Regions from separate parts of the Mus musculus genome. Here regions 2, 3, 4, 5, 6 and 7 are each linked to region 1. A link is a contact called in public HiCAR-type, HiChIP or PLAC-seq and promoter capture Hi-C data. All regions are on one chromosome and are shown on one strand. The core of a region is the stretch at or near the end of the contact, and the rest is flanking DNA. Distances in the headings are between cores, read along the strand shown.

The links. Promoter capture Hi-C pulls out the DNA fragments that hold promoters and counts their contacts. HiCAR-type assays count read pairs that join an accessible place to other places. HiChIP or PLAC-seq counts read pairs in DNA pulled down with a chosen protein or histone mark.
Region 2: a HiCAR-type map of astrocytes shows a contact between it and region 1, with 3 times the contacts expected there. The contact joins the promoter of Mnd1 here to the promoter of Rps3a1 in region 1. A contact is called at or near these places in 4 of 39 promoter capture datasets (hippocampal neurons, liver and pre-B cells), 1 of 115 datasets of contacts at active chromatin or transcription factors (astrocytes) and 1 of 9 other capture datasets (liver).
Region 3: a promoter capture Hi-C map of neutrophils shows a contact between it and region 1, with 13 times the contacts expected there. The contact joins the promoter of Gpatch4 here to the promoter of Rps3a1 in region 1. A contact is called at or near these places in 5 of 39 promoter capture datasets (erythroid cells, liver, neutrophils and 1 more) and 4 of 484 Hi-C or Micro-C datasets (erythroblasts, granulocytes, liver and 1 more).
Region 4: a contact with region 1 is called in a promoter capture Hi-C map of neutrophils, with 5 times the contacts expected there. The contact joins the enhancer-like site here to the promoter of Rps3a1 in region 1. A contact is called at or near these places in 3 of 39 promoter capture datasets (hippocampal neurons, neutrophils and pre-B cells), 1 of 484 Hi-C or Micro-C datasets (CD8 T cells), 1 of 115 datasets of contacts at active chromatin or transcription factors (astrocytes) and 2 of 9 other capture datasets (adipose tissue and liver).
Region 5: a contact with region 1 is called in a promoter capture Hi-C map of neutrophils, with 7 times the contacts expected there. The contact joins the promoter of Mrpl24 here to the promoter of Rps3a1 in region 1. A contact is called at or near these places in 4 of 39 promoter capture datasets (liver, neutrophils and pre-B cells).
Region 6: a contact with region 1 is called in a FOXA1 HiChIP or PLAC-seq map of pancreatic cancer cells. The contact joins the promoter of Pear1 here to the promoter of Rps3a1 in region 1. A contact is called at or near these places in 1 of 39 promoter capture datasets (liver) and 1 of 115 datasets of contacts at active chromatin or transcription factors (pancreatic cancer cells).
Region 7: a contact with region 1 is called in a promoter capture Hi-C map of liver, with 5 times the contacts expected there. The contact joins the promoter of Arfip1 here to the promoter of Rps3a1 in region 1. A contact is called at or near these places in 10 of 39 promoter capture datasets (the 3T3-L1 cell line, 3T3-L1-derived adipocytes, cranial neural crest and 5 more), 5 of 484 Hi-C or Micro-C datasets (CD4 T cells, pre-pro-B cells, rod photoreceptor and 1 more), 7 of 115 datasets of contacts at active chromatin or transcription factors (the 230-238 cell line, astrocytes, embryonic stem cells and 3 more) and 2 of 9 other capture datasets (adipose tissue and liver).

What each region holds. Positions count from the first base shown.
Region 1 is chr3:86,140,388-86,144,571 of GRCm38.p6, forward strand. It overlaps Rps3a1 (ribosomal protein S3A1), which reads right to left and starts at 2,281. Exons shown (of 6, transcript NM_016959.4): 1 at 2,121-2,281; 2 at 1,311-1,414; 3 at 852-1,039. The coding sequence starts at 2,182. Snord73b (U73B small nuclear RNA) reads right to left here and starts at 300; the gene lies at 230-300.
Region 2 is chr3:84,153,759-84,157,942 of GRCm38.p6, forward strand. Mnd1 (meiotic nuclear divisions 1) reads right to left here and starts at 2,028. Exons shown (of 8, transcript NM_029797.3): 1 at 1,904-2,028. The coding sequence starts at 1,906.
Region 3 is chr3:88,040,946-88,045,129 of GRCm38.p6, forward strand. It overlaps Gpatch4 (G patch domain containing 4), which reads left to right and starts at 2,161. Exons shown (of 8, transcript NM_001110809.2): 1 at 2,161-2,234.
Region 4 is chr3:84,335,972-84,340,155 of GRCm38.p6, forward strand. No RefSeq gene overlaps it. Among named protein-coding and RNA genes, the nearest start is that of 4930565D16Rik, 42 kb to the right of the region's middle. Within about 2 kb of position 1,785, at least 79 of the 459 cell types and tissues checked have an H3K27ac peak or open chromatin away from gene starts, as enhancers often do. A contact at or near this core is called in CD8 T cells, liver and neutrophils, where this site is marked.
Region 5 is chr3:87,917,507-87,921,690 of GRCm38.p6, forward strand. It overlaps Mrpl24 (mitochondrial ribosomal protein L24), which reads left to right and starts at 2,038. Exons shown (of 6, transcript NM_026591.3): 1 at 2,038-2,199.
Region 6 is chr3:87,766,785-87,770,968 of GRCm38.p6, forward strand. It overlaps Pear1 (platelet endothelial aggregation receptor 1), which reads right to left and starts at 2,169. Exons shown (of 25, transcript NM_152799.2): 1 at 2,094-2,169.
Region 7 is chr3:84,580,514-84,584,697 of GRCm38.p6, forward strand. It overlaps Arfip1 (ADP-ribosylation factor interacting protein 1), which reads right to left and starts at 2,112. Exons shown (of 9, transcript NM_001081093.2): 1 at 1,901-2,112. It overlaps Gm35410 (predicted gene, 35410), which reads left to right and starts at 1,902. Exons shown (of 1, transcript NR_164319.1): 1 at 1,902-4,103.

The sequences.
Region 1 (4,184 bases), core at 1,031-3,530:
TTGTGGCAAAGCGATCTGATTTCTTTGAATTTTACAAATATTAAGTTCTCAAATATACCCAATATTTGCCGTGAGCGGTGGTACATGCCTTCAATCCTATCACTCAAGAATTTGAGACCAGCAGAACTGCCCGGAAACAAAATCCTGGCATCCACTTCACTGCAAAGGAGTATATACATCAGTATGTACTAAATAGCCTATTATTTCCAAAATTACATAAAGTATAAGGGAATGTCAGCAATAAATGTTACGGTAATCAGTAGGCTTCATTTGGGACCGAAACATCTTGTCATCACTCATTCCCATATACAATGTCAATATCAGGATACATCTGAACAGCTTTCCCTTGAATCAGCCTTCTTTGCTGGTCACCATGCTAAGCCCATTTCCCTACATGTCATTTCATCTTCACAACCCCAGGGGCTGATGTTGAAGAAATTAAGCTATCAAAGCTTGTTACTACTTTCAAGGACAGAAGGGGACCGAATCTGACTCTAGCCACACTCCACTGTCAGACAACTGAGTCAGCTAGATAGAGCACCTTTTCTCTATCAACTCTAACGATGTTAACCCTAGAACAGTCCCCAAACTGGCAAAGCTGCCCAACTCACCTAATGTGGCCGTAACAAGCAATACCAAGTTAAAGGATGCAGCTCAATGTTAGGACTGATGTCCCAGCATGTGGAAAGCCCTGGATTCTACCTCCAGCACTCAAGAATTAACAGTGATACTCAAATGAAATGAAACCAACTTCTCCATTCCATGTTTTGATACTACCTACCAACCAACACACCCATGACACATCTGCACACCCACACCACAGCACTCACACTCGCAGCTTTTGGTCTCACCTGCCACTTCTTGACCATGGAGCACATTTTGTCCCGGGTAAGATCCATACCATGGAAGTTAGTCAGACAGTTTTTGCCCTGAACGTCCTCAGTGATTAGCTTGAATTTTCTAAACGCAACTTCATCATTCTGTAGATCAGCAAGGCTCACTTCAAACACACGACCCTTGAGGCCATCAGAGGCAATTTCTAAAAAAGAACCACAAACCCTGTTAACTTGTTAACCAAACCCACCTTCACACCAGTGGCTTACTGCCAACACCTAAACGTTCTCTTGGACAGCTGTACAAACACTTCATTGCTGCCACATCTGTACTAAGACCAAGCACTCCCAATGCCAGGCCCTCCAACCACTGGGCTGACATTTCAATCCAGCGCCCCATCAGAGTTGACCAAGGCGCCGGTTAATATGCACATGCCACAGCTTAGGAACAAAGCAAAAGGGGCCCACAGTACTCACTGGTTCCTTGAGTCCTCGTGACTAGTGTCTTCCCGATGTTCCTAATATTGAACATGGCTGGAGCTTTCACATCGTACCAGTCTTTCTTAGAAAATGGATCGACCCTGGATGGGAGAAAAATAACCTCAAGTTTCTCTGTAAATTGTAACAACACTCCCGACCACTTTTAAACGCTTCTTATCCTTCAGACTTCTGTTAACAGTTTCCCAGGCACGATCTTGCAATCGGCCTGCACTTAACACGACGGACGTCCTCCCCGTGGGGTGAACGTCTGCGAGGCCGGCTGGTCTGCCAGTGCACAAAGCAGTAAGTTCGAAGCCATGCCTTCCCCACTCCTCCATCACACAGGCAGTACTATATACACACTGCCCTGGAACCTCAGGGACCTGTGACAGTGACTGGTCCGCAACAGCACAAACTGCTGCTAAACAAGTGTCCCGGGTCTCCAGGTCGGTCCCACGAGAGCCCAGCACACAAGTTGACATGGGGTCCCGACATGGACAGCCAGAGTGACTGACGTAGAGCGGTGTTAAAAAGTGCCACGGACTTCCAGCAACCCAGGAGCCCACAGTTCGCGCGCGACACGCGAGCGACTGCTAGAGACGCAGGGCGGAGATCACACGCGGCGCGCGACACCCGGCCGGGTGGCGGAGAGGCGGCCGCCCGGGACGCACCCGCCAGCCGCGCAGCGCAGCACCGCCGCGCAATCCACCCCGCATCCTCACCATCCGCCCCACGCCGCACCCCAGAACCCGCCCACCAACTCCTGCGGAGCCCAACGGCCGGGGACCCGCGCGATCCGCCACTCACACTTTCTTCTTAGCTCCCTTCTTGCCACCTTTCGTCAGGCGCTTGTTCTTGCCGACCGCCATGGTGCCGACCGGAGAGCCAAAAGGGCGGAAGTACAACTCGCGCGAGAACTTAACGCGAGCCGGGCGGGGAGCGCCGTCTACGTGACCCTTGCTCTTTCGCCCTTCCGGCTTTAAGAATCTCGCGACACTAGCTGGCGGCTCGTTTCCCGCCGTGCTGCGACAGCGCCCTCGTGTGTCGGGAGGTCGCGCAGCGGGCCGCGGGCTGGCTAGGCTGTGCATGGGAGCCTGCAGATTGTCAGAGATGCTCAACCCACTTCAGGTTTCTTGTGGTTTCCGTTGCCCCGAGGGTGGGAACTCTCTGTTTCTAATTTTGAGAGTACGTTTCTTCCCTAGACCATGGGCTTTGAATCAGAGATAGCAAATCCATGTTCAAATGGTGATTCCAACAGTACTTAGCCTTCTGACCTCTTTAGCCATCAGTTCCCTCGGGTGTAAAACGGGAATATTCATGTGATCTATTTCAAAACATTAGTGTAATTCAATAAGCATGACTTCGGGCACGCTGTTCACGTGCTGACTACTCTTGGGCTTGGCTGTGTTGTGAACTTTCATGAAAAAAGAGGCTTAGCCGTGTGTGCAATCCCAGAGCTCTGGAGGCAGGAGGACAGCAAGTTGGAGGAGAGCCTGGAGTATATGGTGAGTACTAGCCTGAACTACCTAGCAAGACAGACTGGGAAGGGGAGAGGAGAGAATATATATATACACACACACACATATATACATATGTAACTCTTACACATTTGTAATCACATTTTTTTTTTGTATGACTATGTGTGTGGTCCTGTGCCTCACAGGTCTCTGTGTGGAGGTCAGAGACCTATTCTCAAGAGTTGGTTCTCTTCTTCCACTATGTGGGTATAAGGCTCAGGGAGAGGCTGCCATCCTGCGCACACTGGCCCGCAGCGCTGCCATACAATGTGCCCTGCCTCCTCACTGCCTGAGAGGTCTCTGCAGGTGCCTTTACCAGCTGAGCCATCTCGACAGCCCTGGGTTTTTGGTTGGTTGGTTTTGTTTTTTCTGGGATAGGAGGAGTGTTTGGGTTTTTAGTGGAGTGGGGACTAGAGTGGTGTCCTGGAAAAGCCTCAGCATGCCTGAGACAACGGATTCCATCTCTAGCACCCCAAAAAGGCACAGTCGTGATCAATTGTTGTACCTAACTGCCCACCAATTTTCTTAATGCAAACCACCCCTTCCCCACTTTTAAAAGTGATGTCTTTATTTTTATTTTATATGGTTTGCCTGCATGTTTGTCTGTGTGAAAGTCCCAGATCCCCTGGAACTGGAGTTACAGACAGTTGTGAGCTATCATGTGGGTCCTGGGAATTGAACCTGGGTCCTCTAGAAGAGCAGTCACTACTACTCTTAACCACTAAGCCATTTCTCTACCTCTATCTCCACCCCTCCACATCCCCAAACCCCCACCATAAAAAATGGCTTCCCCATTCTTATGTTAGTATTTTTCAAAACAAGATTCCTCCTGTGTTGTTCGGGCTGACCTCAAATTCACCTTCCTCAAGCCTCCGCCTCCTGGGTGCCGGCATTGCTGACATGCTCTGCCACATCTAGTTCAGAAGATCACAGCCTGGTGACATGTCACCAGCTACCTCAAGGGCAGAACTCTAACATCCTCTCTAGCCAAGGCCAAAAACAAAAAAAATGGTGACCAAATCAGAACCAACTCCCTCTTCACCAGGCTCCCAAGAAGTTTTTAAATGCTTTTTTTCCCCTTCAGATATAAAGATTGATTAGGGTTCAGAAACAAATTGAAAACTTTCTTTAACAAAATTGACTCTGATTTGAGAGGAGGGCTACCGTCATGTTACCCTATATTTGGGAAATGACAGAAATGCCTATTATAAAGATAACATGTACCCAGCTGTCTGAGGCTAAAACAAGAACAGCAAAACCTGTTTAGTTGAAAGGAACTTGTGGAGCCAGGGGTGATGGCACACCCCTGTAATCCTAGCATTCAGAAGGCCAAGACAAGAGTCTCTGAGGGTAG
Region 2 (4,184 bases), core at 778-3,277, 2.0 Mb before region 1:
GGGGGGGGTGTCTCTGATGAGGCCATGCATGTCAACAACACAGGTTCACTGGGGTCTTCACTCATTCAAGGCTTGCTCAGCTCCCTACATTAGGACTTAATCATGTGGCTAAATCAGGAGAAAACAGAGCCCACATCTGGGGTGACAAATCCTAATATTTTGGTATTATAAACAGTTTCTGGAAAGTTCTTTACAATCCCCCAGAGGCAAGCAACAAGGAGACTCTAATGTCCCGGGGAGCTCAGTTTCGGAACGCTCTTACTACCACAATATAAACATCATATAAACGCAGCTGAATTGGAGCATGACTTCCAGCATGATTTATCCCTGTGCCTTTTAGGAGTTCTTACTAATCACAGTTGGAAACATCCAAGGTCAGATTTAAAACAACTAATGTAAAATGGACATCATACTGACATTAGAGACTTCAGCAAGAAAGAAAAAGAACGCCAGGCGGTGGTGGCACACGCCTTTAATCCCAGCACTAGGGAGGCAGAGGCAGGCGGATCTGAGTTCAAAGCCAGCCTGGTCTACAGAGTGAGTTCCAGGACAGCCAGAGCTATACAGAGAAACCCTGTCTCGAAAAAACCAAAAAAAAAAAAAAAAAAAAAAAAAGAAAAGAAAAAGAAAAGAAAAAGAAAAGAAAGTCCTCAAAACTGGGGAGGGGTATTTCCTTGTGGTAAAACACAGATGCCTTCAGATTATGAAGGAGACGCAAAGCCATCTGGGGATTACAGGCCTACGTTTGTAATTGTTTACCTGCCAAAGCAAGCCAAATCGAAATAGTAATTCACATTCGGAAAGAGGTCAAAAGTTTAACTTTGACCAGACTAACAGTGAACTTTTTCCTGCTCATATATAAAACTAATAGCAATACCTGCGTGAAGAGTTAAGAGCCATTAAATCCCTTTGGCAGTAGGCAACTGCCCTATAAAGAGGGTTAAATAAGAGGGTGAGGCCGGCACATCAATAATTCCTAGTTCCTTTTAGTCGGGTACTTAAATTCTACAAAGAGAAACATGATAACACCAAACACTGGTAACACTGTTGTTTTGAATCTGGTCCTGGGCTCCTTGGGCCATTGCATGCCCAGGTGGCCCGTCTGTTAGTTTAACCACAAAGAAGCCGTTATCAGTTATAATTACAGCTGGGCAATTTTTTTTTTTTCAAATAAATGCCCAACGACCTGATCCTTGTCCACCCTGTGTGACGACCAAAATTAACTAAATTAAGATATTAAAATCTGGGGTCACTCTAGCGACTCGTTGATACTCTGTCGCCAAAAGTGGAAAGAATGACACAAAACTTTGAAGGTAGTTGAAAAAAAAAAACGATCCAAAGGGCAGAGAGTCATTAAGTCCGAATAGACAACGGCGATTGGTAGTAAACCAGGATTGGCCCGCAGAGAGCAGGGTGGGGTGGGGGGTGGGGGAGGCTGGGGTGGGGGGTGGGGCGTCCTACCCTGCCCTTAAAGGCGGGGGTGCGGGGTGGGGTGGGGGTGTCACTGCCATGATCTAAAGGCGGAGTGATCTGGGCGGCTCCTGTTAGCATACTAAGTACAGTGGTGGGGTGCAGCTGAAAAAGGGGAGCGCCGTGCCAAGCAAGTAAAAGGCCCCGGGTTCTAATTCCAGGAGAACCGAAGGGCACTGAACACTTCAGTGGCCAACTCCGCAGCGCGTGCGCCCTGGGGTTCTCGGTCGGGAGCCGCGGATCGGTCCAACTTGCGGGGCTTCTGGATTCGGTTCTAGAACGCTCCGGTTCGGAACCAGGGCGGCGCAGGCCGCCATCAGGGCTCGGGCGCAGCAGTGGGCGCGGGGCCAACCTCACAAGGCCTGGCCAGGCACAACCCCTGCTGCCGCGGCCCCGAAGCCCAGAGGTGCGCGCGTCGGAGCCTCGCTCTTACCATGCTGCGCGAGGCGGCCTCCCTGTTTGAGTCTGGCGCCAACAACCGCGTGGGGTGGGAAGGACCGGAGGAAGTGCAGGGGAGATGCAACGACCCCTGGCGGCCCTGGTAGGACTGCGGGACCCGAGGGAGGAGCCGAGCCTGGGCGGGGCTTGAGAAGATGGGCAGGGCGGTGAGGGGCGCGGCCTGAAATAATGGGCAGGTCCAGTAGGGGAGGAGCCTGAGATGGGCAGGGCCGGACTGAGACCAGATGGACCAGTCTGGGTTGGGCAGCCTGTAGGCAGAAAGGAAAAGTTGGGGCCTGGCGTGGGAGCTGGAGCAGGGAAGGCTTCTGTTCCCTTCCCGTGCCTCTGGGGTTGCAGAGTTGCTTACTACTTAAGTGTTCAATGTAGCTTTTAGTTTTCTTTTTAAAAGGCAACTTTTGAGTCTTCGCTTTTAAGTGTGTTCTTTTAGCTTAAAAAAAAAAATATGGGGCTTTGGCTGCAAGAAACGAGTACATTTAGAAAAGAAATTCTTTTTCTATTTTATTTTATTTTTGTCTTATTTAATTTTATTATTTGGCTTTTTTGGGACAAGGTTTCTCCGTGTAGCCTTGGCTGCCCTGGAGCTCTCTCTGTAAACCAAGCTGGCCTCGAACTCAGTGATTTGCTTGCTGCTGCTCCCTAAATGCTGGGATTAAAGGCGAGCACCAACCTCTAGCCTTAAAAAGTCCTCTGATACAGAGCGGTGAGAGTGTACAGAGTAGTGCAGGTGTTCTGCATTACAAATGAAACGTAAATATTCTAGTGCTGCTGACTGTCAGACCTTAATAAAGAGTATGTGGGAGCTTTCTAAATTATTTCTTGCAACTACTAGTGAATCTGTCTCTCAAAGTTTCACTAAAACCTTTATTTTATAAGATAGGATAAACGTGATTAGCAAAAATCATCCAAAGCATTTACAAAGGAGAGCAATAGTCGGGGATGGGGGTGAGTATGTATCCAAACCTGCTTGCCATGCTCATACCCTGACAACAGGCATATAGCAGAGATGTTCCTGTCAATTATGTGACACAGAGTTTTCATCACATCCACTTTATTAACGCTTTTCTAGAGTTCTTAATTTGCTCTTTATCACAGTTACTTTTTTAAGTTTTTTTTTCAATCCTAGGTTTTCAGGACAGGGCTTCCTGACAGCAAGTCTCTCTCTCTCTCTCTCTCTCTCTCTCTCTCTCTCTCTCTCTCTCTCTCTCTCTCTCCCTTCCCCCTCCTCCTCTTCCTATGTTATTATTATTATTACAATAAAAATAAGTTTATCCAATCAAGTAACAACTATACAAATGCAAGCAATTTTAGTCATTTTCTTTTTGGTCAACCTATATTAGACCTGAAATCTTTACTGAAAGTTCCCAGGTGATGGTGAAGTGTGGTTGGTTGCTCATCTATGCACATAATTTATGTGTTTTAAAGACTGAGGTCAAAGCACAGAGTCAGTCAAATACTTGAGCAAAAAGTCAACCAATTAGAGCTTCTGTTGTACGGTGAACAGACCAGCTGAGAAGTAAAATGAGCTGTGTCAGTCCCTAGAGGCGTGTGGGCTTATGGAAAGAAACAATCTGAGTGCTGTGTGCTCAGCAGGGTGGGTTAGCCGGGGAACCTTGTCTCTAGAAGGCAAGCAGTTTGCTTTATAATCATCTCGCAAATACCTTTTAAATCCATGCTTTAAAGGAACTGGAATCATTCCTAGCTACTTAAAATACAAACTCTTATGAATGAGCCACAAACATCTTTCCCCAACCTTTCAGACTGTGAGCTCTGAGTCTTGTATGCCGTGGGAGGGAATAGCTGAACAGTTAACTACTTTAAAAGCAAGAGTTTCATCTGCAGAAGATGAGAGGTATCATCTTGTCAAAGATGGGGAACCTTCAGAGCTAACTAGCAGGCTACAATCTGGCAGTCTGTCATATTTCAGCCAAACAGGCCCCAGCCAGTTCTCAGACGGAGTGATGTTTCCTTTCTCTTCTCAGTGGTGTTCTTGTCCCCTATGTGGGTGGGTCTGATTTTGTTCCCGATCATTCTGACAGCTAGCATGCCCACACACTTACTCTTGTTTACCTGGTGTCCCCAATCCCCAGGATGTCACCTGTCAATGATGGCTTCCAACCACTCAGCAGCTGGTGGTGCTGGAAGAATGTTGCCATGCTAGTGGAACAGTGGCTGGGGGGACTGGGACCCCAGTGACTCCAGAGTCTACTAGGCTTCTCCCACTCTAGCTTCTAGCACCCCTAGTAGTCTAGAATCTC
Region 3 (4,184 bases), core at 911-3,410, 1.9 Mb after region 1:
AGACTGGCCTTGAAATTGCTGAAGAGCTAAGTATGACTTTAAACTCCTGATTCTCCTGGTTTCACCTTCCACGTGCTATGAACACAGGCATGCACACATGCACACCATAACACACACCAAGCATCTGTGATACCCTCTGCAAACACCTAGAGCTGGATCTAAGGACATGCTGGCCTTGTCTATTCCTTTTTGGATTAGAGTTCATGACCACCGTGAAAGAGCACAGAAGCAAACAGGCAGACACAGCACTGGAGTAGTAGCTGAGAGCTCATGTCTGATCCACAGGCACAAGACAGAGAGAAAAGTATTGGGAATGACATTGGATTTTGAAACCTCAAAGTGACACTGCTCCTCCATCAAGGCCATGCCTCCTAATCTTTCCCAACAGTTCCACCACCTGGGGACCAAGAATTTAAACATAAGAGCCTAGCGACATTTGTACTCAAACTACTATAGGAGGTGCTATAAAAATGTATTGGTTAGCAGGATAGTGAGATGCTCCTATTTGCCTGTGGTGATTTGAATTTGAATAGGTTTGGCCCCCATAGAATCATGTGTTTGAATGTTTGGCCCAAAATGAATGGCAATATTAGGAGGTGTGGCCTTGTTAGAATTGATGTGGCCTTGGCAGAGGATGTGTGTGTCTCCCATGATTAAGCTCTGCTCAATGTGGAATTCCAGTCTCCTCCTGGCTGCCTGCAGAAGGCAGTCCCTGTCTCCTGCCTTTGGATTAAGATGTAGAACTCTCAGCTCCTCCAGCACCATGTCTGCCTGCAGGCTGCCATGCCTCCCACCACGATGATAATGAACTGAACCTCTGAAATTGTAATCCAGCCCCAATTAAATTTTTTTTCCTTAGAAGAGTTGCCTTGGTCATGTTGTTCCTTCACAACAATTAAGACACTATCCTAATATGGGCCTCACACAAATGATACACAGATGTGACCAGATAACTCTTTTGTTACAAAAGACTCCCGTTCTCTTGACATGGTCAGGGTAGTAGGATGATTTTCAGAATTCACCCATTGCATCTCTGTTTCTGCTATCATGGGTTTTGTTTTGTTTTGTTCTGTTTTGCTTTTTTAAAGATTCATTTTTAATTATGTGTTTCTGTGAGTGGGCCTGTGTATATGTTTATAGATACCAGCAGAGGCCATGGGTCCCCAGGAGTTGGAGTTTACAGGTACCTGTGAATACCCAACATGGATACTGTGCATCTTTTTTTGTTGTTGTTTTTGTTTTGTTTTGTTTTTCGAGACAGGGTTTCTCTGTATAGCCGTGGCTGTCCTGGAACTCACTTTGTAGACCAGGCTGGCCTCGAACTCAGAAATCCGTCTGCCTCTGCCTCCCGAGTGCTGGGATTAAAGGCATGTGTCACCACCCAACATGGATACTGGTAACTAGACTTGGATGCTCTTGAAGATCCCCCACTGTAATTTCTTTTCTTTTTAATTAATTGTTAAGGATGTAATTTTATATGTGTGTGTGCGTTGCCTGCATGTATGCATCTGCAGTTCAGAAGTTAGAAGGTGTTGGATCCTCTGGAATCCATATGGGTGCTGGGAACTCAATCTGAAACACTCTTAATGGGTTAGCTATCTCTTCTGCCCTCAGTGTATTTTCTTTATTATATCCTTTGCCGTAATTGCGTTCTAGATAACAAGCAAATGGCTATTCCCATATGGGGAGGCAATATGAAACGCTCTTTTCCCTTGTTTTTGGGCGGCCGGCCGGCCGCAGAAGCCTACAACTGCTGGTGGGAATGGTGTACTTGCAGCTCCGGTGCCCTGGACCCCTTTTCGTCTCCTCTTCTTGGAGCAAGTCTACATGCTCCTCCAAGTTAAGGGTCGAGTCTTAAGTGTTCTTGTGTTCCCAGTACGAAAGGGACAAGGTAGTGTGCAACCAGTGCTGATCCCGCTACGCAGAGCCTGAGTGTCCTTGCCTCAAGGGAGGCACTAACTCCGGAAAGCTCAGGATAGGGTCGGGGGTGGGGGTGGGGGTGGGGGACCCGAAACAGAGGTTAGGGCGGCGCATTGGCTTCCAACAACTGCAGGAAGGAAACTAGCACCCAGCCTGGAACTCAGTTTCCGTGGCAAACATCCAGGGGAGTGGCTACTGTCAGGACGTCTCTATGGTTTCTGCATCCTAGAAGGGCCAAAGTTCACTTCCGGGAAGATGGCTGCACCCAAGTCGGGTGTCACACGTGCTTCCACGGAGAGGACTGTACACTGACGGTAAGGAGCTTGCTTTCCCCAGGGGCGGGAGCAAGGGCGAAGATCGGAGAGTAGTTCCACCCTGCTGACTCTGTGGCTGCGGGGCTTGGATTTATAACCGGAGGAAAAGGCGGCGGCTGGTCCTCTAGGCTGCTGCAAACGGGTGGCTCTGGACATCCCTGGAAACTGGCTGGAAAGGAGACCGCGTCTCAGTGTACTTGCAGCCTTCGCAGATCAGGCTGCGTCTGCCCACGCCGGCCCATTGCAAGTGCGTTAAAAAACGATTCCTACTGTGTCACTCATTTCAGTCCAGAAACGCTGAACGATTCTCAAGGGCTGGGAAATAAAGCTTGCCTCCGCCTTCCGGGAAGTGTGGTTTTGAATTACTGTGATGAGAAATAGAATGTGGGGAAGGCTTACAGCAGAAGAAAGAAGCTGTAAAGGTACAAAGCAGTGAGTTGCTCATGAAATGCTTCACTACCAATCCTGGATCCACTACTTGCCAGTTGTTTGGTGTTCGAATTAGCAGTGTTCGATTTCTTCTTTGTAAATTAAGGCTAAGTAATACCTTCTTATAAGATGTTGGCAGGCATCAATGAGACAATCCATGTGAAGCAGTTAATAGCAGGTTCGTGGTGAGTCAATGCACTACAAGTGTGGGGTATGATTATTCTTACTGTTAAAATAGTCAGAAATAATTTGGTATTTATAATAAGTGGTATTTGCATGGTGACCTCAGCATCTAAATTTTACTTCTGTTTCCATTTCAAGAAGCAAGGTAGCACCTGGGAGAGAGGCAGGCCAGTGTAACCCAGGCTAGCCAGGCTAATTAGTAAGCCCTCAAAAACAAAAAAAATCCAAGAAGACCACTTCTTTTTTTTTTTTAATTTTTTTTTAATTAGGTATTTTCCTCGTTTACATTTTCAATGCTATCCCAAAGGTCCCCCATATCCACCCCCCCCAATTCCCTACCCACCCACTCCCCCTTTTTGGCCCTGGCGTTCCCCTGTACTGGGACATCTAAAGTTGGCAAGTCCAATGGGCCTCTCTTTCCAGTGATGGCCGACTAGGCCATCTTTTGATGCATATGCAGCTAGAGACAAGAGCTCCGGAGTACTGCTTAGTTCATATTGTTGTTCCACCTATAGGGTTGCAGATCCCTTTAGCTCCTTGGGTAATATCTCTAGCTCCTGCATTGGGGGCCGTGTGATCCATCCAATAGCTGACTGTGAGCATCCACTTCTGTGTTTGCTAGGCCCCGGCATAGTCTCACAAGAGAGAGCTATATCTGGGTCCTTTCAGCAAAATTTTGCTAGTGTGTGCAATGGTGTCAGCGTTTGGAAGCTGATTATGGGATGGATCCCTGCATATGGCAATCACTAGATGGTTCATCTTTTTGTCACAGCTCCAAATTTTGTCTCTGTAGCTCCTTCCATGGGTGTTTTGTTCCCATTTCTAGGAAGGGGTTAAGTGTCCACACTTTGGTCAAGAAGACCACTTCTTTACCCCGTTTTTGTGTTGCTGTATTCACAGTTCCGTTTCATTTGGGCTTCATGCAATCATCCTTCCTAATGGAAAGGTGGATAGACATGTGATTCTTCCTAAACTCGACTGTCACGATTGCTAACACCCTGCCTCCATTTTATAAGGTTTTGTGAGCTTTGGGGCATTTAGCTATGCAGAATTGAAGAGTATTCCTAGACACCAGAGTACACAAGAGCATAGTCCCTTAACAAAGCATCGTTATCACTGGTGTGGTACCTGGGAAACTACACAGTCTATGCAGTCATGAGAAATAGAGGGAGCCAGGCATTTGTGGTGCATGCCTTTGAGGTCAGCCTTGTATACAGAGCTAGTTCCAGGACAGCCAAGGCTACACAAAGAAACCTGTCTCAAAAAATAAAAAAAGGGGGGGAGGAATAATGTGGGAGGATTTCTGAGAAAAGACGTTGACATCATAGGCCTCTGGAA
Region 4 (4,184 bases), core at 535-3,034, 1.8 Mb before region 1:
GGGTTGGTCCTTTAGAACAAAAGCAGGGGAGATGAACCATCCACAGCTTTTGTAAACAAGTCCACAGGCAGGGGGCTGGAGAGGAGAGCCCACCAGTCCTTTGTTTTAAGCCTTCAGGCTTTTTTGTCTCAGGTCAGGAGCATGAGGAAGAAGCCAGCCATCTTGGAAGTTCACCACCTTTATTTCCTAGTCATGGCCCTTCTTCTTATCTGTCTACCTATCAGGAAACATAACTTCTAGTCCCTCAGGGAGACAGTGAACTTCCTATCCTCCTGCCTCTGCCTCCCGAGTTCTGGGATTACAAGCATGCACTGTGAAAAAGCCCAGTTTGTGCAATGCTGGAAGACTGACCCAAGGGCTCTGTGAGTCTAGGAAAGCGCTCTACCAGCTGAGCCGCATCTCCAGCCCTGGTCATTTCCCTTAGGCTGTGAGATGGTAATACACGTGTAAGCACTCCATATATTCCTTGAACTGGAACTTTGCAGATCTGTGGGCCTTCTTGATTAGATATTATGCTCCAATAATACGGCCAGGGTGTGAGAAGCTCAGCAGTCCAATGCTTGCCAAGCTTGCTTGCACAAGGCCCCGGGCTCCACCCCTTGCGCTAAGGAACTGGAAAGATGACTGGAAGGCAGGGGCTGAGTACCTAGCGCACAGTGCCAGCTTGTCCTCCGGAAGCGGAGGCCAGGGCCGATCGTTTGTGCTCTCGAGTTAGGAAGCATTCTGAGCAATAAAAAGAGACTCCCTCATCTCAAAAAAAGCAAGAACAAAACATTCCACAGCTACAAAAAAAATAAAATAAAATAAAATAAAATAAAATAAATGCACATGATCCTTGTGCGTCAGCAGAGAGCACTTTCTCAGTCTCGGAGACACAAGGTTAAGAAGACAGCAGCAGATGTTTCTGAGGGTCACATAGCATCGTGCCGTTTACATAAAGTTTTAGAGGTCACCATCTGTATGACATGGTACTTATGGATCCTGTGGATGTGAATATATATGTCTGTGCGGGTAAGGAGGAAATGCAGAGGGAAGCAGATCATACTTGGGGGCCTCTGCTTAGTAAGGCAGGTAGGCAGTATGCCACTAAACCATTGTCTATGGTCTCTATGCAGTAACATATATAAACACACACAAACATATACATACATTGTTTGTTTGGTTTTGGTTTTTTTGTTTTGTTTTGTTTTGTTTTGTTTTTTTTTTTTGAGACAAAGTTTCATTGTCTAGCCCTGGTTGTCCAGGCTGGCCTTGAACTCACAGAGATCTGCCTGCCTCTGCCTCTCCGGTATTGAAACTAAAGGCATGAGCCATCACTGTCCGGCTTGTACTAACATATTTTAGTATAATTTTGTTTGTTTGTTTGTTTGTTTAAAAAAATCAGGACATGTTACATCTCTTTGCATCCTTCTGGTTCCTCTTTCTCCAGGACTCTCACCGGTAACCTTCAAAGCAGAGAGTCCTGTTTTTCTCAGACTTGGTGCTAAGGAGCATACATAACATCTGGGGTCCCATTTCCTGAACATAAACTCCAGCTTTGCCATTGGCTGTGTGACCTGGGCAAGTGACTCAATCTCTCTGTGTTTCAGTTCACCCGTATGTAAGGTGAGGGTTCTATAGCAAGACTGAGCTAAGGAAGTGGCTGCTGAGGTCCATGACGTGTTGCTGCCAGAACCAGTCCGTGTGACGACCTTCCAGAGCATACATCCAGACTGTTGGGAAAGGTGGGTGAATGCTGAGTCCCCCGCTAGCTTTACTCTCTGCTCTGCTCACCTACAGGAGGCCCAGGAAGCCGGGGATATAGGCAGGGCTCCTCCTTCCTCTTCCGCCTCTGTCTCTTCCCACAGCCCCACCCACTTCAGCTGCCCCGGGTTTTGTTTTTCTCCAGCGGGGGGGGGGGGGGGGGGGGGGAAATGGGTGCGGCCTGGCTCCTTTGCCTTTTGCCTCTGCCGAGATGTGCTGCGCTTTCTTTCCATTTTTGAGACAGTTGCCTGAATTAGAGTTACATTGCCATCCGGGTCCTTCGCTTTGCTTGGGAATTTTAAAAATCTGGTCTTATCCAGGCTTCATCCTCACAGGACTAAGTGACAGCCTTGGGGGTGACACAAGTCTGGTAGCCCTAGCACCTGCAACATAGGGCCACCACAGGGAGAGAGCCTCAAATCTATGTACTTTGGGCCTCCTGTCATAGACACAGAGGCCCTGAAATGACCTGGGCTCTGCTTACTAATCAGACAAAGATCTTCCGGAAGTGGACCCCATCACCTGAGAGACCCAAAGATGACCTATGGACTCAAAGGACCCCGCTCTGGTTATTTGGGCAGGAGGAACGATCCGATGATTAGGCAGGTGATCCCATGCCTTCTGTTACAATGTCCTTCTATTCTGGGTCCCTCCTTCCCGCATTAAATCACAGTCTTTGCAAGGGTATCTGTCCGTGGAGGCTCTGTGGAGAAGTCACTTTATGAAGTTAAATTATTCATCAGAAATCCCTTGAGAAGACTGGTCCTTGCGGCTAGGACAGGCTGACTTTCACCTGAGCCGTGGCTCCCACCTCCTAAGGACAGGTCCTGCAAATCCTTCTTGAGGTCTGGGGAGCCATGCGTGCCGGAGGAGCAGAGCTGGAGAGCCGCTGGCTGGTGCCCCCATTAACATGGCTGTTCTGCCTCCTGAGGTGTGTGGATCCTTGTGCTTTTCCATTCGTGTGTGTGTGTGTGTGTGTGTGTGTGTGTGTGTGTAACGCTTATCTGTTTTGTTTGCTGTCATTTTTAATAAAAAATTAATTTCACAGGTTTAAGTACAGGCTTGCTGCTACAATGTCCTTCTATTCTGGGTCCCTCCTTCCCATGTTAAGTCACAGTAAGGGTGTCTGTCCATGGAGGCTCCGTGGAAAAAAAAGTCAAAACTAGCCAGGTGTGCTAGCTAGATTCACATCAGTTTGACACAGCTGGGGTCATCTGAGGGAACCTCAATTGAGAAACCAGGACCAGGCTGTAGGCAAGCCTGTGGAGCAGTTTCTTTTTAAGGAGTAGTGGGGGAGGGTCCAGCCCACCGTGGGTGGTGCCATCCCTAGGCAGGTGGTCCTGGGTTCTATAAGTAATCAGGCTGAGCAAGCCATGGGGAGGAAGCCAGCAAGCAGTAATCGGCCATTGCTTCTGATCAGCTCCTGCCTGCCTCCAGGCTCCTGCCCTCTTTGAGCTCCTGCCCTGGCTTTGCCCAGTGGGCTGTGCTGTGGTAGTGTAAGACGAATCATCACTTTCTCCCAGGCTGCTTTTAGGGATGGTGTTTTATCATAGGGGGTGGAAATCCTAACTGAGACACCAGGCACAGTGGTAGTGCAGCAGGAGACCTGGCACTGCAACGCCTCAGGTAGGAAGGTCAGCTGAGCACAGGAATGCAAGGTTAGTCTATCTCAAAGATGACTGACCGCACTTCTTAAAAAGTTGCCTTTTTTTGTTGTTTGTTTGGTTTGATGTTTTTGTTTTTGTTTTGCTTTGTTTTGTTTTGTTTGCCAGGCAGTGATGGTACACGCCTTTAATGCCAGCCCTCAGATTCCACCTCTGGAGTTCAAGGCCATCCTGGTTTACCAAGCAAGTTCCAGGACATCAGGGCCACTTTTTTTTTGAGTAGGGACCAATGAGATGATTTAGTACGTAAAGGTGTTTGCAGGGCCAGCTTGGGGACCTGAGTTTGACCCCTGGGACCCATATAAAGGTAAAGAAGAGCACTGAGTCCACAAAGTTGTGGATCTCCTCATGATTCCTATTTTCTATACCACATGTGAGTGCGCACAATACACACACAATACAATAATACACACACAATACAACAATAATAATAATAATAACAACAACAACAACAATAATAATAATAATAATAATTAATGCCTAGTGCATTTTCCTATAGCCCCAGCATCCCAGCCAAGTCAGGAAGATCGCAAGTTCAAGACCACCCTTTGGTTACATAGTGAATTCCAGGTTAACCTGAGCCACACAATGAGACACTCAAACATCAACAAAACAAGAACTTACCGAACAAAAGCACCAGAACGCAGCTTGTGCAGCTCTGGAGGGGATGGTGGTGGGTGTGAGAGAAAGAGCTAGGAGTAAAGTTACACTCCTCTAGGTCACAACAGGGAAGGGCCAGGGCCCGCTAGACCACAGTGCAGAGCGCTGGTGTGCTCT
Region 5 (4,184 bases), core at 788-3,287, 1.8 Mb after region 1:
AATTCAGGTCAGGCAGGTAGGAGCCTCTGTTGAGCTATCTGACCAGCCCAAGGAACTTTTTTTATTTAAGATTTAGTTTATGTATATGTACATAAGTACACTGTAGCTGTACAGATGGTTGTGAGCCTTCATGTGGTTGTTGGGAATTTAGGACCTCTGCTCGCTGCAGTTGGCTCACTTGCTCTGGTCAACTCTGCTCACTCAGTCCCTGCTCGAGGATTAGAGGCCTGTGCCACCACGCCTGGCGGCTGCAAGGATTTAAACTGAGGACCTTTGGAAGAGCAGTCAGTGTTCTTACCTACTGAGCCATCTCAGCAGCCCCTCCAAGAAGCTTTTTTAAAAAATCCTTTAAAGTAGCCGGGTGTGGAGGCGCACGCCTTTAATCCCAGCACTTGGAAGGCAGAGGCAGGCGGATTTCTGCGTTCTAGACCTGGTCTGAGTTGAGACTGGCCAGGACAGCCAGGGCTACACAGAGAAACTCTTGTTTCGAAAAACCAAAAACAACAACAAAAATAAACAACACCCACCCCCGTCTTGAAAAACCAAAAAAAAAAAAAAAAAAAAAGTCCTTTGAAGTTATCTGCAGATGTACAGCAAGCTTTGGAGTATGCATGAGACAGTATATATATAATCAGGGATGGTTGGAGATTCAGTTTCCTGTACATGTGTACTTCAGAAAAGAGAAACGGAGTATAGTCATGGGAAATACATGACTTTTGTCGAGACAGGTCACATATAGCCCAGGACACACACTAACTGTAGTGGAGGAGACCCGTTAACCGACTCTGCCAAGTGCTGAGTTCCAGCTGTAGACGTTCCTGATTGGTTTTTTGTTTTGTTTTGTTTTTGAAGTAGGATCTTCTTATTGGTCTCAAACTTAAAATTCTTTTGCCTCAGTCTCTTAAAAGTGTTGGGAAGAAGAGTTTGGTTCTTAGACCTTCAAGAGCAAGTCAAAATGTAGGGAGGAGAGGTTACCACTTAATGCTAGTTAGGTCGGTGACCACAGTCGGCTCTGAGTCCAAAGACAAGGTCTTAGCCAGGCATAATGATGCACACCTTCAATTCCAGCATTGGAGACAGGTGGGGAATCTGAGCTCTAGGCCTGCCCAGTCTGCATAATGAGTTCCAGGACAGCCAGAGTTTACATAGAACCTGTTTTTAAAAAATAAAAGGCTTTTAGGTAAGAATTACTGCTTTTAAGATAAATGTTTACTGAGCATGCAGTAAGCCTGGGATATGCAGTAAGGGCTGGGTTCAGTCTGGAGCATCATATAAAACCAGATTTGATGGTTAGCTCTCGCACCTGGGAAGGAACAGCAGAAGCCAACTAGCAAGTTTGAGGTGATCCTGGGCTACATGCACCACTCTCAGAAAACAAAAGCAGCTGAGAAGATAGAGCACTGTTGTTCTAAGTTCATCTTGCTGGGTTGCTGGTTTAGGGATAGGCCAGGTGAGGTTAGTTTGCCCACTAATGAAGTTTATAACATTACAAACTGTAGGGGAAAGCTGCTTCAAAGCTCGTAGTCATCAGCAAACTCAGGAATGAAAGGAAACATACTTAGTCTAATCAGAGCAGGAAGGTGAGTGGAGTCAAATAGCGAGCTGATAAAAGAGATCTGGTCTCTGCTAAATTTTGGTAGGGATGCCTGCCAGTCCACGGATGGTGAGAGGACAGGTGAACATGGTCGAAATCTTCCAGTACATTTCACACGAGTGATTGCTAATATAATATCACTCTTTTCTCTGAAAAGGCGGGGCATTTTTTTTTAATATGCCGCGTCCTGGTCCCTCAAGCAGAGAAGAGCCAGGACATAAAGGTGATCTCATCTGGAAATGGACACCCTTTGCTTTGAATTAGGAAGCCATAACTACCAAGAAAATGGAGCCATGTTCTCTGTGAACTACAACTCCCAGTGGTCTCCACGAAGAGCGCGAACGAACTTACGCAGCAAATTAGCATGTCTTTCGCCTTCAATTCCCGACATGCCTTTCCCAGTCTGGATTTCCTACGGTTGGCTAAATTTCCTGTTTCCTGTCCATTTTGTAGCAACGGACTAGAGTTCCCAGACGCTGGGAGGCTCGCTTCGGTTTTGTTTTGTTTTGAGCCTTCCTTTCCGCAATTTGACTACATCTCCCAAAAATCCGGTGGGTGGGGACTGCGGACGTAGAGAACGCACGTGGAAAGAAAGTTGCGGGGAGGTGAGGCTACTCAGCGACGGGGAAGGTCGGAAGGTGGATAAGCGAAGGGACTTCTTTTCCTAGTTTTAAACTGAGCCTTGGGCTCCTCTTTTGCTAGGACGTTGGAGCTATCCGCATATCGGGGTGAGTCTGACGAGGGAATTACTTGAGGCGGTGACCTGAGGACTTGTACTGAGAAGAAAGCCAGCCCCACCACGGAAGTGACACTAGCTAGCATCTAGGTTGTGTAGGGAACCAAAGGGAAAGATGGAGTGGGGGCCTGTCCGGGGCCTAAAGGAGTTTTTAAAACAAACAAGCAAGACCCCCCCCCCCCACACACACACACATACACACTTGTGATGCTGCATGCTAAGAGAGGGCAAGGTTTTCCTGGATCTTGCTGTTAGCATCCCTTACTGAGTTCTCAGTTTTCGACTTGTCAGGTAGTAGTTAGTGCTTAGTAATCGTGTATTTGATCTAGATAGAAATAGTCCCCGTGTTTCTCTAGCATCATGGTAACACTTGACTTTGCTCCCATCTCTTATCCTGAAATGTATAAAAAAAGGAGTAATAGTTCACTTATGCAAAATGCTTGCCTGTTATATGTGAATCCCCAAGTTTGATCACCAGCACCACACACACATACAAATCACAAAACATGATAAGATTATGGGCAACTTTTCATCGCTGTTGTTAGGCTTCTGTGAGATGCTATTTAGCATGGTACCACGCCAGTAGCAACTGTTTTAGAAAGCTTACTGCATGCTAGGCTAGCATTTTTACATTGAGCGTTTTTACTTTGTTGGTTTCATTCAGATAGGTTTCTCATTATAGCTCAGACTGATAATGTTTTTTTTTTTTTTTAAGATTTATTTATTTATTATATGTAAGTACACTGTAGTTGTCTTCAGATACACCAGAAGAGGGCACCAGCTCTCATTACGGGTGGTTGTGAGCCACCATGTGGTTGCTGGGATTTGAACTTCAGACCTTCGGAAGAGCAGTCGGGTGCCCTTACCCACTGAGCCATCTCACCAGCCCCGATAATGTTTTTATAAAGACGAAGGATATGTTTTGAAGAGCGCAGTAAGATGTGGTGGGAGGTGGTACCTCAGTGGGCATCTCTCCCCACCAAAGTACCAGCCATACAGTGGGTCTAGTATAGAATAAAGTTTATTTGGGGGCATGGGAAGGGAGTTGAGAAGGAAGTAGAGGTGAAGAAAGAGGGGACAGAGAAGGACAGACAGAAAGAGAAGAGGCCGGTCAGAAACATGTGGAGGTGAGATGGGGAGAAAGGTCTGAGGATCTGAGACCAAACCATCCCTTTTATAAGCAAGCCGGGACCACCCAACAGCTGTTTTTACCCCTGCTATTGCTATTCACTTGTCTTGTGATTGCTTGCCTGTGGACTGTCCTAGTACTTTCTTCCATTACCTGTTTTCCTCCTGCTCTAATGTTCATGTACTCACGTAATAACTCTCTTAAGTACCTTCAGTGCCAAGGTCTCCTGAGATAGCTAGCAATCCAAGCTAGATAGTGTAGCCCCTGGTCTCGTGAGTTTTTTACTTATAAGTCAGATATATGGGGGAGGGGGTTGAATACAGATGTTCCCATGGATGGAAGATACATTACCTCTTTGTTTTCTCATTTGTAAAGATAGCCTGTGAGGAGTGTCAGTGAGATGAAGTCCTCTACGAAAGAGAGTCAGTGCTTTAATAACAGTCCTGGAGCTATATGGAGCTATATAGCTGGATATGGTGCTATACACCTTTAGTCCTGGCACTAGGGAAGGAGAGCGAAGGAGAAGGATTTGTGAGTTCGAGGTCAGCCTTGTCTACACAATGAGTTCTAGGTCAGCGAAGGATATATATATATATATATATAGTGAGACCCTGTCTCAAAAAGCAAACATTCCTTCCTTTCTCTCTCTCTCTTTTTTTTTTTTTCCGAGACTGGGTTTCTTTGTATAGTCCTGGTTGTCCTGGAACTCACTTTGTAGACCAGGC
Region 6 (4,184 bases), core at 919-3,418, 1.6 Mb after region 1:
AAAAAGGCGGAATGCAGAAAGACTAAGCACAAACTGAAAGATGGCTCTCCACCTGTCATGCTGGCCTGGATCAGGACCTCCTCAGGATCGCCCTCCACCTTCCCAGCTGGTGACTGGGATAAGGGGCCAGTTCTTACAGCGGTCTGAACGGAGGACAGACATGCAAGGCTCCGAGTCACCTAGCAGGAAGCAGGTGTGGAGCAGATGTGAGTCCTCATCCTGCCCCCTCGGGCCTGGGACAGTGCCCATCATGGTCCACAAATCCTCCCAAACACAGGGACTGAGTCCCAGATGCAACCACAGGAAGGGAGAGGTGCCCACACTCACGGTCCTGCTTGCAGGTCACTCTCAGGCGACATGCAGGTGTGTAACATGAGGGAAACACAGGGAGGGCTAGCCTTTTCCTCCTCTTAGCGATTACACCACTAGGTGGGTATTTTGCCCTAGGTGGGTATTTTGCCATTCTTCATACAAGCTACAGCACAGCAGGGGTTCAGACCAGGCCTCAGGCAGACTCTGTGTGCCCTTCCTTCCACCCTCATGGCCTCTCCTCGACCTGGCATCTTTGTTCTCAAGCTCCATATGCACAGTTCTCTCCCCAGGCCTTGTTTTGCCAAGTCTGTGTGTCTGCATTGGCCTGCGTCTGTGTTTATGTCTGTCCATCCTCTCTCCTCCTGCCTTTCTGCTAGCTCCCCCCACCCCACCCCACACGCTGGCTGCCCCACAGGGCAGGTACCAGGAGCCATCATCCTGTTCCAAGCTGGAGTTTCCTCAGAGAAGCCACATACAGTGGCTGTGGCAACTATCTTTCTCTGGGTTTCTCGCTGGTGGAGCAGGCTGCCTGGGGAGGGTTTCCTCTTCTGGGTTGTCTGATAGGGCATGTTGGAATGGAGTGGAGAAGCAGAAGCCAACCCTCCCACTTCACCCTTCACTGAGAAGAAAAAGGCAAGCCAGGGAGGGGGCAGGTTTTGGAAGAGCAGCCAAGCAGGGTAGGCTGGCAGGTGGGAGGCCAGCCCACACCCATCTCACCCATGCACACACAGCCAGAGGTAGGGCACTGTACTGTGGGCTGGAGTTGGGTTTGGAGAACAGCCTCCAACCCCCTAGGCCTAGCATAGGCAGGGGTTGAGAACTGACCCCTTATCCGGCCCTGCCTAGAGCTAAGGCCTGGCTGAGCCTGGGAACTTCAACCAGCACACGCTGTTCCAGTCTCCGGGGACCAGGGGTCACCGTCCCCAGCTGGGGCAGCAGGCTCTACTAAAAGTCCAAAACAAGGAGTCACGAGTCCGTGGCTAGAGGCTGGAAACAGGGATGCGAAGTGAGGGAGGCCTTGCTGGATGGAGCTTGGGTTCCCGGGCCCCAGGGCTCACACTATCAGCCTGGCTATGGGCCCACATCATCCAGGAAAAAGAAAAACAAACAAAAAAACAACAATAAACAAGCCTCAGAGACTGTAGGTGCCTATGGCTGACCTCTCCCCTACAAGATGGGAAAGGACACGCAAATCCAATCTCTTCCCTGGGCAGGGGTAGGGGGCAACACTATGAACACTAAACAGGGTCTTTCTCCGCGAGACATAGGAGGAGACAGGCAGGCAACTGTGTTTTGTTGGTCCTCCCAGAAAGAAGAAATTGGGGGATAGAGGGAAGACAAGGTTTAGGGTTGCTTTTCAGGGCTTCGGTACCACCACCATGGTTCTACACTAGCAAACAGCACACTGGAATCCAGGAGACTTGCAGGCTGCCTTCCTCAGGGCGAGAAGAGAGCTCTCCCAGGCTGGTCCCCATCCTAGCTCCTTATCCTCAGAGCTACGCAGCTTTCTTTTTCTACTTAGTTAGGTCTCCCTCTCCCTCTCTGCTCGCTCTCTTCTTTCTCTCCTCTCTCTCTCTCTTTTCACTTAGGCGGCTTTCTCTACTTAGATCTCACTTTCTTCTCTTCCCCTAACTCTCTCCTTTCTCCTTTCTCTTCTCTTTCCACTTAGACGGAACACACACACACACACACACAGGAGTCCCCACTCCATCTCCTCCTTTCCTCTCTTCAGGTTTCAGCCCAGCGGTCTCGGGCTCCAGAGCCCAGGGCAGGTCACTCACCTGCCTCGGGGCTCGGAGCTCGGAGCTCAGAGCGGCGTGTTGTACCGACGGGTCCTGCTGGCCGACAGAGCTGGCTGCGCGGGCAGGAAGGGGGTGGGCCTCCGCCCGCGCCCAGGCAGGAAGTCCGCGCGGGGAGGCTGGAGCCCGGCCGGGTGGGGTCAGCCCTCCGCACGCCTGTCTGCGAAGTGGACGGGGAGAGCCGCCCAACCTGACAGCCCCGGCTCCCGGCGTCGCGGTCCACCCGACGCCCCTCTTTCCTGCCCGGCGGCGCCCCCTGGCGGCCTTCAGGGGAGGGGCACCCTGCCTGCGCGGTCAGATCTTTGGGACCTTTGCAAGAGTTGAAGCAGGATTCTGCTACATAAAGAAAGCAGATCTTGCTCATCAGCTTGCTCCGAAGAACTCAGCGACCTACCACAGTCAGGTCTCAGAACAAAGACAACTTGGGCCTGGGGGAGTGTGGCTTATGCTGCAGGCCCTAGGTTGAATTCTAAACAGCAGGGACACCTTTATTTAAGAGTGATTGACATATAATAAAAATAAGCCCACTTGGCTTGATGAATAATGTTCCAAAACTTTATCGTGGCAAAACATACACAATATAAAACACATCCTTTCAACAAATGTTAAGTATACAGTTCGGTGGCATAAAGTATTTCACATATACGAAACCTTTGCTACTGTCAATTTCCAGAGCTTTCTCCTCATCCCAAACTGAAACTCAGTCTGCATCCCCTGGCCCTGGTAGCCATCGTGAAGTTAGGCTATATGTACCTCAGCTCCGGCCTCCGACCTTCCACATCTAGCTTATTCTACTTAGCATGCTGTTTCATTGGCTTAGACAAATGTGTTCATCCCAATAAAAGTGTGGTTTAAAATGTCCCTCTCTGGGGATGGAGAGATGGCTCAGGGAGGGGTCGAGGGGGTGTAACGCGCTTGCCACCAAGCCTGATGACCTGAGGTTGAACCCAGGGACCCACATGGTAGAAGGTGAGAATCAAATCCCAAAACTTGTCATCTATGCCCACAACAGTGCCATAGCATGGTACATATTCCCTCCCCTGCAACAGAAGTCAATCTAATGTTTTAAAGTCCATCTCCCCCAGTGTACCTACTCTAGGCTACAGTAAGGACGCAGATTCCGTCCTCACCCCTAGCCCAAACCCCACGAAAGTTTTGATTTGCTTTCTGTAGTTTATATTTCTAGAATATCCGTGTAAATGTCATCATAGAGTATGTACTCACGTATGTCCATCTTCTTCCCCTCACCATAAAGTTTCTGGGCCGTTGGGTGTTCTCTACTACAGCAGGTGACAGCACTGGGCTATTCAAGAACAGGATTGCTGTGTCCTGACAATTCCTGATTCTTGGATATTGTGGTTCCAAGCTGTTTGTGTATAATACTTACTAATATTGTGTATAATACTGATATATAATAATTACTAATATTATTATTATTATAATCCAGGTGAGAGACAGGCAATGCTGTTTAACAGTTGTTCTGATGATAAACTGGGCAGAGCTCAGGTGCAGTGGATGGCAACAGTGTTTCAGAGAAGGAAATACGAAGTTGGACTGCGGTACCATAAAATGTCCAGCAGAGGGCAGTAAAAACCAACGCAAGGTCAGGCGGCATAAGACCCATCATTTTTGAAGCCTTGGAAATTACCTGATCTTTCTCATTTAAATGACCAATGAGGGCAACTGAGGTGCAGAAAGAAAGTGAGACATATGTGTGGCTCCACTTGTGCTCAGATGTTCTGCTCCATGTTCTTTTTTTTTTCTGGGATTGCATTCTGCCCTACGGCCCACATCCCATTCCTGCTAAGAAAGTTTAACACTTGAGTCCCAGAAATAGTTTCTTCTACTGTTTTGCTAAACAGTCACATCAGATTGCCTTCTAAATAGCCACATTATTACAATATTAGCGATTCCTCCAGCCTTCATCAGAAAAGCTGCTACCTCTTTCTCCTCTGCCTCCTCCTCCTCCTCTTCCTTTTCCTGTCCCTCAGCTAAAGCAACCTTTATTTAATATCATCCATGAGCCTTTTCCTGTCCCTCAGTTAAAGCAATCTTTATTTAATATCATCCGTG
Region 7 (4,184 bases), core at 862-3,361, 1.6 Mb before region 1:
TTAGAAAGATCCTCACTTACAAGAAAGAAACAATAAATAGCATGCATAATACAGAATAAAGAGAAGGTGTGTCAAAAATGCTGACGCCATATGGACTACAGAAAACATTTCTGCCCTTCCTTAGGGAAGCCCAAGGCAGACAGCTCCCGATAAAAGCAAGATAATGAAAGCAAAGGACAGCCGTCATTCCAATGCTTTACTCTGAGTTGTACCCAGTGGGCTGGGGATATTTAGTATGCATTAAATAGTAATAAACACACCAGCTTAGAAATTCTCTGTATTGGCAAAGCAATGGGCACAGCCAGCTTTCCCTAAAAAGAAACCTCAAAACCACCAACCAGGAACTAACTTGGTTCCTTCTATAGGTCCAGAAAGGAATGTAGAAATGCGGCAGTTTTGAAGTAGTGAGATTTCAGGACCAGGCTGAAATCCCTGCACTCTGCTCTGCATAACACCCGAGTAAACCATGTGTAACTTGGGGAAACAGCAGCTCCGTGAATAAACTGTTTCCTTTAGCTTCAACAAGACACTAGACCAGTACTTCTTAATCATGCTGCACATTCCACGTCTTTTAAGAATTTGATAAGAAGAATGCATTTCCCCAGAACACACACATACAAACTTTGCACATCATTTCAGGGTAGAGATAGAAAAACCCCTGATTCCTGGACTGAGACCCCAACCCAGGATTAAAGCAAGCATAATCCAAGAAAAGTAACATCTTGTCAAGCAGGAAACAAAATAGCTCAGGCAAAGCCTTTTATTCAGAAAATCATAGTGGAAATATGCTGTTTTCCTATATACTGTTAAACTTTGGAGTTAGAAGGAAGCGTTGGTCACGGTGAACAAGAAAAACAAAAACGAAAATTAAAAGCAAATAAAAATAGAACAAATACAAGAAAAGTGTACATTGCTGCAACGCTTGCTCTGAAAGAGCAGCAATGAAATACAAGCCATTCCTGCAGCCTCCAGAGAACTGACCAACCGCCATCAATCTGGTGCACCTTTCTTTAGCAATCAAGTTAATCAAATGGCAAGTGTGAACACACCTTCGCAGTTGTGAAAGCAACACGTTGATGAAAAGCCCTGCGATTTTTTCATTCGTCCTCCGCCCCCCTGATCAGATAAGAACCAAGAAAGGATAGTTCAGGAAAAAATAAAGGAGGGACGCACAGAAATCCTGAAAGGGTGACTTAAAGGATCTGCAGGAAGTGTAAAATATAAACTTTTTGAGATCAGAGGGTTCAAGAGGAAAACAAGAACAAAGCCAAGGAAGCAATAACAGGGGAGAAAGTCTAGAATCTAAGCACTTAACACACACACACACACACACACAGAGAGAGAGAGAGAGAGAGAGAGAGAGAGAGAGAGAGAGAGAGAGAGACGCTTCCTTTCCTAGACACGTAAAGAGTAGTTAACTTGGCAATAAGGAACGCACCAGAAGGCAGGGCCACAATTTCCTCCTCCAAACTCCAGCATTCCTTGGACGCCCTCAGGCTTGGGACATTTCAGGCAGGGCGCCTCCCTCGGCACCGGTGTCAGGCAATCTCTCCAAGAGATTGCTACCTCCCTTCCTCTCACAGCAGGAGAGAGGAAGCAGGACACTCAGGGAAGAGCAGGGGGAAAGGCGGCCCACTCGGACAGAGTCCAGAAAGCCCCAGACCCTGCCAACTCTTCCCACTGCCGAGCGGAGCCGCCCCAGGGGCCAGTGCTGCCCCCCTTCACTCCAGAACACACTCAGACTCAGAGGGACAGGAGGGACCAAGGGGCGGACTTGGCTGCTCCCAGGGATGGAAGTGCCCAGGAGCAAGTTTGATGAGAGTAGCCGCAGGCGACACATCCATCTGTCGGGAAGCACGCCACCCCAACCCCTTCCTTTCCGCCGCGGCTCCGCCCTCACCTGTCTGTCAGCGGGGAAGCCGGCAGCGCTCCGTCGCGGGCTCTCCCGGTCGCAGCCCTCGGGAATCACGTCGGCCAGAGGGAGAAGGGACCGGAAGCGCAACCGGGAGCTTTTCCTTCGTCTCCTCCCCCACGCCTCGGGGGCGGGGAGCAGCTACAGCTGTCACAGGCTCCGGGCAACCAACCGCCGAGGACACTTGCACCCGCGACCTCTCAACCCGGTCTCCGGCGCTTGCACCCTACCCGCGAAGCCGGAAGCGAGCAGACCGGAAGTGCGGGGTCTTAGGCCCCGGACAGCCTCTCTCTAGAAGCCAAGCCCGGGCCCCGCCACGTCTCTATGGTGCGCGCGCGTCTCCCAGGGGGCTGGGTCCTCCCGACTCCGCCCCGGGCCGCGGCCCTGTGAACTACATCCGGGAATCCGCACGGACCGTTGCCGGGGTAACCGGGTTGCAGCGTAGAGGAACAGTCCATAGTTTGCGAAGTGCAGCCCTCCAGCCAGACATCCTCTACCCTTTTCCCACACGCGTACTCCGTGTCTGGAGGGTGGAGGTGGCCGTAGCTCACCACCGCGGAGCCGAAAGTTTGTCAACCACCGGAGAGAAGAACGGGATGCGGAAGGGATGGAGCGAAGATGAGTGTACCGGCGCTGGCAGCACGGAAGCCCGGCCCTCGCTTTCTTAGGTTTCTCGCTAGCTCTCCGCGATCACCGCACTCTTACCAGTCTGTGCACCAAGACCGGCAACCGTGAACGTGCGGTGGTAGCTCTGTTTCTGTGCTTGCTCTCTGACAGTGGGCTCATAGTACTTTTCTTCGCTGCTCCTCTTTTGCCGGCAACCGAACTCTGCCTTCTTGCTCATCCCCTCTTAAGTAGATCGCTGACGCCCCGTCCACAGAAACAGTTCAACTGTCCCTTCTCCCAGAGCTCTTCTTGGTCGTTTCCTACCAGACTTTGGGGGTACCTGCGAGAATCTTCCCTATTCCCAGCGGTGTTAGATAATGAGTTTAAATATCCTTGTACTGTGTCTTCCTCAGTCTGGTTAATAGTAACACTACATACATTTACATAATGCACTACACATATTTCAAACCTAAATAACGGTATTGTCTTAGATTGCTAGCACATCAACTCAAACAAAACATCAACAAAAACAGTGCTGACATGCCCAAACATAAATCTTGTATAAAGGGCTTTTCTGTTCTGAAATTGAGCTATAAAGGGAGTGGTGGGTGGGTACCAATTCTCTCAAACTGTAATTATTCTGCAATGTATTGTGAATTTTCCTACTCAAAACCATCCTCTTGAGTTGAAACCCATTAGTCTTCTCCATTATTAGAAAGGGGCCCCTGTCTAGTGTAACTCTTGCTCTCGTTCTGTAAGAACTGAATAAGACTTGTAGCTAAGTGCAAGTGTCATCATGTACAGGGCTTCTGAAGGGTGACTTGGAAAACATGTCTTGCAATGCCCGGTTGTGTATGAATGGTGTGGACAGCTAGTACATAACAAAACTGGGTGTCTCCTTGAGGATGCCTGGTGGTGTTTCTTTAAATTTGGGGATACTTGGCTTCTTTTATTATCTATTTGTTCTTAAGTTGTATACTTTCTCTAGGAATTGCTGATAGTTTTTATGATGGTTCTGATGGACTTGGAACTAATGCTAATTTTCTTTGATAAAGATGCTATTAGTTGTCTATTTTAAGTAACTGATCGATCAGTCCAGTGAGGTTCTGGTATTCTGCATGATTATCCTTATCCATAATATTGTGGTGAGCAAGACTATGATGGGATTAATTTATTTCTCCCAAGATTTCTTTTGCCCCAAGAGAAATGCAAATGTAGGCCCACCTTTAGAAACACTGAAATCTGCTTCTGTTGGTGATGAAGAATTGCAAAATACTTCTGTACATCATTTGGACTGAAGGAAGCAGAGGCTTGTGTTCTTTGGATTTGGGGAAATTTTTCACTCGTGTGTGTGTGTGTGTGTGTGTGTGTGTGTGTGTGTTACTTGAGATCAATTTTTTATACCAAACGTTTAAACCTATTTCTACTTAAATGAAAATTTATTTTCCTTTCCTTCTTTTTTCTTCCTTCTTTTTTCTTCCTGTCTTCTTTCTCTCCTTTTTTTCTAATACAATTTTGTCCCTTTTTGCCCCCAAAGAATTCTGTCTGTCCATTCTGCTTAGAAAGAATAAAAGATTCCTATTCCTCCCGGTTGATATATATGATCAGAGAGGTAAGAGAAAAGAATTTGCTGTCACATATAATCATGACATGGAGATAATGTATT